Linked DNA regions of Mus musculus: region 2 is linked to region 1. Evidence: chromatin contacts called from public promoter capture Hi-C data. All regions are on one chromosome and are shown on one strand. Each heading gives the region's core, a stretch centred on a gene start, on an enhancer-like site or on the middle of the called end of the contact. The rest is flanking DNA. Distances are from core to core; before and after follow the strand shown. Region 1 overlaps Wwox (WW domain-containing oxidoreductase). Region 2 holds the start of Dynlrb2 (dynein light chain roadblock-type 2).

Region 1 (5,174 bases), core at 1,427-3,926:
AAGGGATCTGCTCAAATTCAGTCACGGTTACCACATTGTGCTTTAAGGAGGAAGACTCAGATAGGGAGATGTTAAGGGGAAAGCAAGAGTTCACCCACTATCTGCATGCTGTTGTGTCTGGGGAGTTGGCCACACGTGATTGATCACAGAGACTCTGAGTTTCTTCGAAGGTGGAAAGCTTATGAAACTGGAAAAACCATGTTCATGCATTCCATCATTCAACAAACAGGATGAAGGAAAGACATGCCTTCCACCCATTGAATACTCGAGTTGTCTGTGTTCTAATTCCTCAATTTTCTCATAGAGATAAGAGTCAAGCTTACAGAAAGCCACCAGGGTGCCCAATGCACGCTAAATTATAGGCATCGCAACACCAGCACATGGATGAACAGGGAAACATCCTTATCAGGCTCTTCGTCCTACACCTGTTGAAACTGAGACTCAAGGAAAGTAAAATCTCGGTCCATCCTCACCCAGCCCCAACCACGCATCTCTGCAGACTCAGCCTCGGATGAATTGCTCTTCCTTGGACACAGCTGCTTAGCTGATGTTCAAAACAGTTCATTTCCATTTAATTGATTCGTTTTTTAAAAGATTTTCAGAATCACAATGGAGCCTAAAGAAAGGACCCTAATGAAAATAAGTACAACAAACATGATTCTCTTCTTTAGAGGGGTGGGGAAGAGAGCATGCGCTTGGATTCACACAGTGTAGATAGAACGTGATGCACACGTGTGTGGCATGTACACATGACAGGACAGCCCTTGGTTTGCTCAAGACTTTTATTCACTTTTTTCGTGTGTGGAGGTAAAAGGGCAACCCAAAGCAGTTGGTTCTCCCCAGGAGTTAAACTCAGGTCATCCAAGTTTAGCAGTGAGTGCCTTTATCCAGCAAACCAGCCAGCCAGCCCTTGGTCTGAACGGTTTTAAAGGAAGAAATGTCAAGCCGGGTGGTAGTGGTGTGTACCCTTAATCTTGGCGCCCAGGAGAAAGAGGCAGGTAGATCAATGAATTCAAAGCCAGCCTGGTCTACAGAACAGTCAGGGCTAGGGAGACACAGTGTTCAAAAGAGGGAGAGAGAGTGGGAAGAGGAGAGAAATGTTATGTGTCATGTTTACAGGATGTTCTAAAGAGATGTGGGCTGGTGGATGAGGACACAGGCAGGGCTCTGGGATGATTAGCCTGGGGACCATGAAGACAGGTACGTCTCAACAGCTGACTGCATGAAATGTATGAAGAGCTGTCCTCCACCTTAGGTACAGGAAATGCATGTGGGTATGGGAACGGAAAGTTTGATGCTGAGAAAGACTTAGAACTTTCTGACTGTCTAGTTTGACCAAACTGGTGAATTCCAAGACAGAGAAGGCACCCAATGCTTAACTCTGGCCTCCACATGCTCATACCTACTTACACACATGCCACACACACGCACACACACACTCGCAGGCATATACTTGCACACACACACACATAGCAGACAATCAGTTAAAACAATAGCTACACAAGGGCTTGGCTTGCGTTAAGTGTAGCTGTGTCAGGCAGTCCTCAGTCTGATCTGCGACATCCCAGCCATATACCCCTGTCCACGTACACACGGCAGCAGGTAATCCCGAGACTTGGGAATGTGGACACTCACACGGGCCAATGGGACATGAGCCTTGGTGACAGGTCTCACTTGGGAGCAGAAGCTTGGCTGCAATACAAACCAGCAAGCCTCTTCCTTCCTGTGCATAGCATCCAGCTATGTGGGCTGCAAGCCCGCCCCCCTCCCCCCACGGCACTCCCAGAAACACTGGCTAGAGATTCAGTCTAGACAAGAGAGACCTTGGTAGCTTTATGCTGTAGAGGGTCCACAGGGGCTGTTGGGTATTACGTCCTGACTAGCCTGTCCTGACCCACAATTCAGTTGTTCGTTCTGGACATGTGACATTAGCTATCCCATCCGGGGAGTCTCCCTGAATGTGAGGGTTTATCGCATCTGCTATATAACCCAGGCTTGGCTTTACAGTGGTTTCATTGCTCACCATAAAAACTGTGATAGTCAAACTGTATAAACAAACCAAACAGTGTTTTCACCGTAAAACATGAATGAAATATCAATATTTGCCTTTGCCTTCTCGCAGCAACTGTAATGAGGGTGGAAAATTCATGCCATATGTTTAGAGTAGAAGGAGAAAATAGATCCCAACAATTCATCCGAGCGGGTCCTGGCTACACTGTTTAATATTTTTAATCCATCCGTTTCCCTTCACATATAAATCCTTTGCGAATCATGGACCACTCGAGACTGCCAGTTACAAAATCCACTGCCATTTCTACAGAGGGCTCTTTGCTGAGGAGTAATGAGGCTGGTGGCTCCGCCATGATGCCAAAGGGCTACGCCACCCTTGCAGAGCTCAGCTTGCTTGCCCAGGCTGGAACAGGAAAGCACTTTGAGAGAGACGTAAGTAGACAGAGCCTCCCTGGAGCTACAGGCGCAGGAGAGCCCTTGCTCCTGACAGCTCCCATCCCCCACCCCCACCCCCACCCCACCCCCAGCCTTCGTCCACACAGAGCACGCTAAGTGAATTGTGCCTGCGAGGACCTTCTGATATGGTGTGTGTTCAGGGTAAGGGGTGTTATCTGTAGCTCCGAGGTTTGTGACAGGCTCCACAGCCAGCTTCACAGGCGGAGAGCAATGAGGGATGTTTTTATTTTGAAGCTGTGATTGAGCCCTGGATGTGAAGCTGCTGAAGCCTGCCCAGAGTGTTTGCTCGGGCTTTTTAGGATACGAAGCCGAAAGGCGCAGAGAATGATTCAATTTCCTCCAAATTGGCTCACGGACCAGAGGTTTGTAGAAGCTGTCACCATCCTGCAAAATCCAATACCACAGTGAGGAAGCTTTCCTTTGAACTTGAAGCCGACGGACCCAGAGGATGCTGTGTCTGGCCCTGAGGCCGGCCCTGCTGAGGCAGAAGGGGCTGCTGCTGGGAAGAGGAGAGGGAAGACGAGCAGAGCATGGAGAGGTGACGAACAGGGGCTTCCAGCACTGTGAGCAGGGCACTGCTGTCCCATTTACACCTGACAATCATCTTGTGATGCAGGGAAGCAATAGGAAGATGGAGGGCACATGGAGGACCACTGAGAGCTAAGATTACCACACCACTACAGAAATGTAGAGCCAGGGAGAGTTCCGGCCAACCTTGGTCTAAATCCAAACCTCTGTTCTTAACCACTAACTGGCCTAGCAGCATCAAAAATCAATCATTCAATAAATAAAACTCATCTTTCCAGTTTAGCTTGGTGGGGCACGTCTAAAAATCCCAGCACTGGGGAGATACAGAAATAGGAAGACCAGAAGTTCAATGTCCGCTAGGTGACAGAGCTCTGAACCCACCTGCCCCTTGCACAAGTAACACTGAGCTTGGGACATAACCAGATCTCAACCCCATCTACCTTCATACTAGACAAACAGATAGACATATGCATGCATGCACACACGCACATACACACACACATGCAGTAACCAGTGTCTTGGATACCATTACTCATTTACATGTCTGTCACTGTAGCTCAGACTCCATGAGGACGAGGCCAATGAGGTGTATACACACACACTCACAATCCAGTAGACTACACGCACAGATGCTGTCGATAAGTATTTGTTCACTAAATAAGGAGCCCATCCGACAAACGATCGATACACAATGGGATCAATGCTGTAATCAATCAATGCATAATTTAAAAACTGAACGCTAAAGGGGACGTGGAAGTGAAAGACGGATGTTGGAGAATGTGAATAGGGAGGTGTGGGGGAAGGGATGAGGGGGCAGTGACTGTGACAAAGTACATTAGATGTCTGTGTGGAAATGTCACAATGAAACTCCTTATCATGTAAAGCTAGAATATGCCAATCTGAAGTTAAATAAACAAAACCAAATGCATTCTGTAAGTTCCTGGGAAGCAGGAAGCTTTGATCTCTCCAATAGTGCTCAGCACAGTACCCAGCTGAGAGGGGTAGAATGACAGGTACTTTTGGAATTGGGGGGGGGGGACAGAATAGCATCCTGGAGAATCCTGGGGAGACTCTGGAGAAGAGACGGGCATGAACAGAGACTCATGGAGCACAGGGACATATGGTAGGTGGACACGCTGGCTGTGATCCCTCCAGGCTGAGGAAGCAGTCTGTGCCAAGATTCAGGGAGGTGGGAAGGTTGGGCGACACAGTGGTTCTGATACAGCTTGAACAAGGAGCAGAATGGCTGAGTGGCCAGGCATGAGCTGGACAAGCAGGTGAGGCCATTCTGCATGTGTGCCACAAGTAGGGGTTTTTGACTCTATCTTGTTTGCATGTGGAGTATACACACACACACACACACACACACACACACACACACACACGTACACATGTGCACACACTAGTGCAAGTGGGATAGAGAAGATGATCGTGACTGAGCCTCCTCAGGCGCTATCCACCTTTTTTTTGGAGACAGGGTCTCAGTGGCCTGAAGCTTGCCAAGTAGGTGAAGCTGGCTGGCCATTGAGACCTAGGGATCTGCCTGTCTCTCTCTCTCCCCAGAGCCAGGATTAAAAGTGTGCAACAACAAACCCAGTCTTCTGTAATATAAGTTCCGGGGATTGAACTTATGTCCGCATGCTGTAAGGCGTCTCCCCAGCCCCACTGGGTTGGCTTTCAATTGTTTCTTGTCTCTGCTGGCACTTGGATACTACACCACAAACCATTCTAAGTACTCCGGTATCATTCTACGTTCCTGGTGAGTGACATGACAGTTGATCTTCACAAGCCGATGTTGGGTACTATTTGGGTACTACTGGCACCCCATGTCACAGACAGAACAGGAAGTGAAGGAAGCCTGGCTCTCGTGTGGTACAAACAGGACTGAGACTCAGGCACACCGTAGTCTGGGTCTGTTGCTTAGACCTGCAACGTAGTTTATGGTCCAACCCTTTCAGGCTTTGCAGTTTTCCCAGATAACCCACCCTGGTGCCCAACAGATGGAGATGTGTGGACACTAAATGAATCCTTTCCAACAACTACTGAGCTGACTTTGAGAGCCATTTATTCTTCCTAAGTAAAGGCTTCATATACTCCAGTTTGTCCACTTACAAATTTAAATATATATACTATGCTTTAAAAAAAAACCCTATATTTAATTATACATGGCATCAATGAAA
Region 2 (5,174 bases), core at 1,803-4,302, 2.0 Mb before region 1:
GATGTTAATTACCAGAGTTTCAGCTGGGCGTGGTGGTGCATGCCTTTAATCCCAGCACTTGGGAGGCAGAGGCAGGCAGATTTCTGAGTTTGAGGCCAGCCTGGTCTACAAAGTGAGTTCCAGGACAGCCAGAGCTATACAGAGAAACCCTGTCTCGAAAAAACAAAAAACAAAACAAAACAAAAAAAAAATTACCAGAGTTTCTGAAGAAGATGCAGTGTAGTGTAGTGTTTGTTTGTGTGTGTGTGTGTGTGTGTGTGTGTGTGTGTGTGTGTGTGTGTATCGTAAACAATGCGTGGCCTGGCTCTTAGATAAATGATTGGTGTGTGGTAGGTATGCAATAGATGTCTGATGAGTAAGTAACTGCTAAAGCTGACACAGACAAAACATGGTTTTAAGTCCAGAATCTGATGTAAATGCCTTCACTCTGGACACAATAAACGGACCGCCTCTGTGTGCAGAGCCCAGTCAGCCTGGGGCAAGAGTTACCTTCTGCATTGACCACCATCGTTCCGATGACCCCTTTGTGACTCTGGATTCTCTTGAGGGTTTCCTCCACTTCTGTCTGCAAGAGATCGGGGCTACCATTAACCGGAAGGGTATCCATGGTTACATCTGCTCTACAGCGACTATCTAGGCACATACCTGGTCCCCTATTTCTTTAACTGAGAGATGGAGACGATATGCTCGGAGTTTAAAAGGTAAGCTTGGAACTGTTAGGTCTCTTATGGGGACTGTGTAGGAAGCCCCATCTTGCACGTGACCTAGGTAGATTGCCAGGCTTCAGCCCCAATGAAGACAAGAGAGCCTCACAAGGGATCCTCAAAGCTTATGTGTTCTGATTTGCTAGAAGGGTAGTGTTTATTTATTTGCTTGCTTTTACATTGCCCAGAAAGCTACCATGGGCCATCATTCAGCAGCTCCCACTTCCATACTTACAAAACACTTCTTTCGTATGTCATGGCTTTTAAATATTTATAGATCATCACTATATCCTCCGAGAGTGTCCATAAGCTGCCCTTTCTGAGACTCCTTAGTTACTTCTGTTTCCCCCATTGGGGGTTCATTCTGGTGACCAAGCTTACAAAGGGCAATTCTGTGCAAGCATTGTATTGCAGGATGCCGGAGCACCCTGGCTGTGTCTTGGTTGAAGCGGAATGTTCGGCTATGGGTGTCTGCATTAGGGACTCGCATCTGGGTTTTACGCTTACCTTTTTGAGCTGGCTGAGACTAAAACCACTCGGTTCCCTGTGCTGTCTTATTCCCAACAGCACATTGCGACTATTTACACTTCTTGTAAAAATATAGTTTATTATTTTATAGGGATGGATGCTTGTCTGCACGTATGTCTGAGCACCATGTGCATGCGTAGGGCCAGTGGAGGCCAGAAGAGGGTGTCAGATCACTTAGACATAAAGTTACAGACAGCTGTGAGATATCAGGGGTTGCTGAGGCTTGAACCTGGGTCCTCTGCAAGAGAACCTAATGCTTTTAACCACTGAGCTTTCTCCACAGCCTCATATGCATTTTTTTTGGATTTTTTTTTTTTTGAGATAGGATTTCACAGTATATAGCTCAGCCTGGTCTTGAACTTGCAGCAGTCCTCCTGCCTCAGCCTCCTGAGTGCTGGGACTCCAGGCAGGCATTACCGTGCTCCACTTAGCCAGGCAGTTTTGTGATGAGAATCTATTCTATTGTTTTCTTTCCCAACATCTCACAAGTGAACACTACGTTACTTCAGTCAGAGACAGGCTTCCTTCTGCACCCATTGTGGAGGTGAGCAAGCACTTTTCTCGTTTTTCCCACCACCAGGGCAGGTGTCTTTTGAGGAAATGTCAGGCTGGATTAGTGGCTTTCCTCATGGTGGACACTGGTAACATTTAATTTAGCATGTTCTTTAAACTACACCATGGCCCAAAGCTTGGAGAAATGCATCTGCAGAGGCCACCCCAGGTCACAAACGGGCTGTCACAAATAAAGAGGACTGTGAAAACAAAGGAAGAGAGCATATGTTTACATTTCAGTAACACGAAAGCTCTGAGCCTGAGGTGTCCTCTGGAAAGGAAAAGGAGACATCGCCAGTGACAGTAATAGCAAGAATCTGATAGTGCCAGGGACTTGTTTTGTCTCATACACAGCCTGGGACAAAACCAAAACCAAACCAAACCAAACACCAAAACCAAACAACAAACAAACCAACCCAACCGACCAACCAAGAAAACGCAAACCCCAGTAAATGTAGACATTTTTTTCTTGGGGTATCTCTCTGACACTTGGCATTTCTTGGTCTCCTTATGTCTGGCACAGAATACTCACAAACCAGCCCAGTTCTGATCGCCTTAGGGGCTCCTCAAAGTCACGGACCTCTCCTCCCTTCCTCCACTGCTCCTCTCAGCTCTCTGCTCCTCACCTTTCCTCTCCTCCAAGGTGGTTCTCTTCTGACTCCCAGACCCCTATTGCAACCTCCTGTGTCCCCAGGCCACTCCTGTGCCTCTCCTCCTCTCCCCTTCACTCTCCTTCCCTCCTCCTCCTCTCCCTTTCCCTTTTCTCCAACCCTTTTCCTTCGTTTCTTTCTCTCCCATCCCCTTCCTTCTCTTCTCTTCCCCTTTGCCTTTCTTTTTCCCTTTCCTTTTTTTTTCTCTCTTCTCTCTCCTTCCTTTTCTGTGCAGGCGAGGTTGGGGTAGCATCCCACCTTCCTCCCCGCGTTCTCTCTCCATTCCTCGCCCCCCCTCCTAGTTTTTATTTCTTCCCTCTTTGTCTCTTACTCATCTCCCAGCCCCCTTCCCATTTTTTTGTTCTCCTGGTCTCCTTCTTTCTCAGCTTGGGATCTTTCTTTCTTTCTCCACCTCTGTCATAGCTCTTTGCAAACTTTTCTGGCTCCCAGATTCATCTCAACACCTCCCGTTTTTTCAATAGCGCCCTTTCCAGCTGTCATCCAGTAAATGGTGAGACCCTCCCAGGACAGCTGTGCACATGAGTCTCCCCCTCTACCCTTCTAGACAAGAACTCAGATTTACCATCGCGCCTGTGGGACAGCTCCTGGCTCAAGTCTGAGTTGCAGTTTCTGTGGATGTCAACAACGCTTCCCCCGTTGCTAGGCAACCAGGCAGGAAGTGGCTTTCTGAAAGCTATGGGCTGCGCCTGCGCAACGGTTAGGCTGTTTCTGAAGCCGGCTTTTCCGCCCTGCATGTGGCAGGTTGCTTTGCAGCCTAGCAAAAGAAGGCAGGCACGGACGTTCCTTCCCAGGAACCTCAAGGCGATGGGGTCGTGGCAGGATACAGTCTCTCCTGGGTTTAACTTTTCTTCTTTTTCATGCTTTCTGGAGATGTGGCCGGCACTTGTCCCTGAGTCAGGCAAGTGTAGGTAGCCACTTGACCGCCCCCACGTGAGATATATGATACACACATGGGTGCCAATAATACCATCCTGAGATATAGAACTATCCATGTGGGAAACAATAACACACTGTGGATATGGTAGCACGCAGGGAAGGTGCTCATGTCCTAAAACCAACCGATTTCACTTTATCTCTGAGAATTTGGTACTAGAGCTGAGCCGATCTAGAAAGGGTTTGTTCTGCTGCTGTGATAAACAAACAAACAAACAAACAAAGAGCAACTTCGAGGAGAAAGGGTTCCGTCTAGCTTACAATTCCAGGTCGCAATCATTGTGGGAAGGCAAGGCAGGAGCTTGAAGAATCTAGTTAGATCCACACTCAGCAGGGGGAGAGAATGAGAGAGGGGGGAGGGGGAGAGGGAGAGGGAGAGAAAGGGAGGGAGCGATAGAGGAGGGAAAGTAAGAAAAAGCAGAAGAGAAAGAGGGAGGAAGGAAGAAAGAAGGAAGAGGAGGAAGCCTTTATCCACAGCTGTGATGGGAGGCAAGCAGGATTCCAGCAGGAGCAGCTCTGGCAGGAGAACAACAGCTCAGAGAGAAGTGGCCAAAGTGACTTCCAACCAGCAGTAAAGTCTGATTCTGCGCATAGGGAATCAATGGGGGAGAACGGGAGCCACTTTCTCCTCATCGACCTTTCCCTCCAATGATTTCTCGGAGGTAGCTTGGTTTAATTTTGATGCCTTCTCTTTGGGGTGGGACTATGATGGATATCCAAGGTGGTGCTTTATAAAGCGCCTTGAAGGAATCCAACATGTTCTCGGGCCCCGTCCTAGGTACTGGGAATTCTTTCCACCCCTTCCACCACCTCCCAACTCTCCCCCTTCCTTTAAATTCATGCTAAGTGCTAAATAACCTTCAACTCCACTGAAAGTGTTAGTTACTAAAACTTGCAAGCACTTGGAAAAACCAAACCGTAGGCATATTTTACTCTTCCTTGCCCTTAACTGTCAAAAACCAGAACTTCCTTCCCAACAAGAGGGGGTCTCTCTTGTTTGTTGACTGTCTCCATTCTGATAGAATCGCAGTAATGCTGTGACCTTGAGTTTCCCCTTGGTATCTTATTTACTTTTCTATGTAGCTTTGGCACTCTTTTGGCAACCATTGAGTTGGACTGCACTTTTTATATCTTGTGTTCATTTTCCTTGTGAGATTTTCCTATTATAGTACTCTACTTTAGGGCATCTTAAGCTTTATCCAGTTACAACCCATTTCTCCCACCCCCGACAAATTTATTATTCATTTTATGTGTATAGGTGCTTTGCCTACATGTATGCCCATGCACTGTGTGTGTGTGTGTGTGTTTGTGTGTGGTGTGTGTGTGTGTTGACCCCAGAGGCCAGAAGATGTTGGATCCCCTGGAACTTGAATTACAAACAGTTGCAACCTGCCATATGAGTGCTGTCAATTGAAGCCAGGTCCTCTGCAAGAGCAACCAGTGCTCTTACCTCTGAGTCACCTATCCAGCCTTCCCAGATAAAATTATATGTGGTCTTGTGTTTATAAAAGTAGGTATAGATATCAAACATTTACTGATAATAAATTATAAAGAAATTTATTTGAACACAATCCTTTGGCCTACATAAAATCCTACCACTCATTAAAGAGAAAAACAATTTGCATGATAATGGATAGGAAGTGCTTGTCTGTCTAACTTAAGCCAATTCAAAGAATCACTAATTTGATTCTTACATACTGAGGAGTGGAGGTAGGAAACTATTAGGAATCTTTGTTGCTGTTGTTGTTTATAATTAAATATTAGTTTCTATAAGAATAGAAAACTC

Evidence for each region. Promoter capture Hi-C pulls out the DNA fragments that hold promoters and counts their contacts.
Region 2: a contact with region 1 is called in a promoter capture Hi-C map of embryonic stem cells, with 5 times the contacts expected there. The contact joins the promoter of Dynlrb2 here to the enhancer-like site in region 1. A contact is called at or near these places in 12 of 39 promoter capture datasets (3T3-L1-derived adipocytes, the C10 cell line, the HPC-7 cell line and 8 more) and 2 of 9 other capture datasets (embryonic stem cells and liver).

What each region holds. Positions count from the first base shown.
Region 1 is chr8:114,502,348-114,507,521 of GRCm38.p6, reverse strand. The region is part of intron 5 of Wwox (WW domain-containing oxidoreductase); the gene reads right to left. Among named protein-coding and RNA genes, the nearest start is that of Wwox, 65 kb to the right of the region's middle. Within about 2 kb of position 2,676, at least 27 of the 459 cell types and tissues checked have an H3K27ac peak or open chromatin away from gene starts, as enhancers often do.
Region 2 is chr8:116,502,893-116,508,066 of GRCm38.p6, reverse strand. It overlaps Dynlrb2 (dynein light chain roadblock-type 2), which reads right to left and starts at 3,052. Exons shown (of 4, transcript NM_029297.1): 1 at 3,018-3,052; 2 at 490-565. The coding sequence starts at 3,020.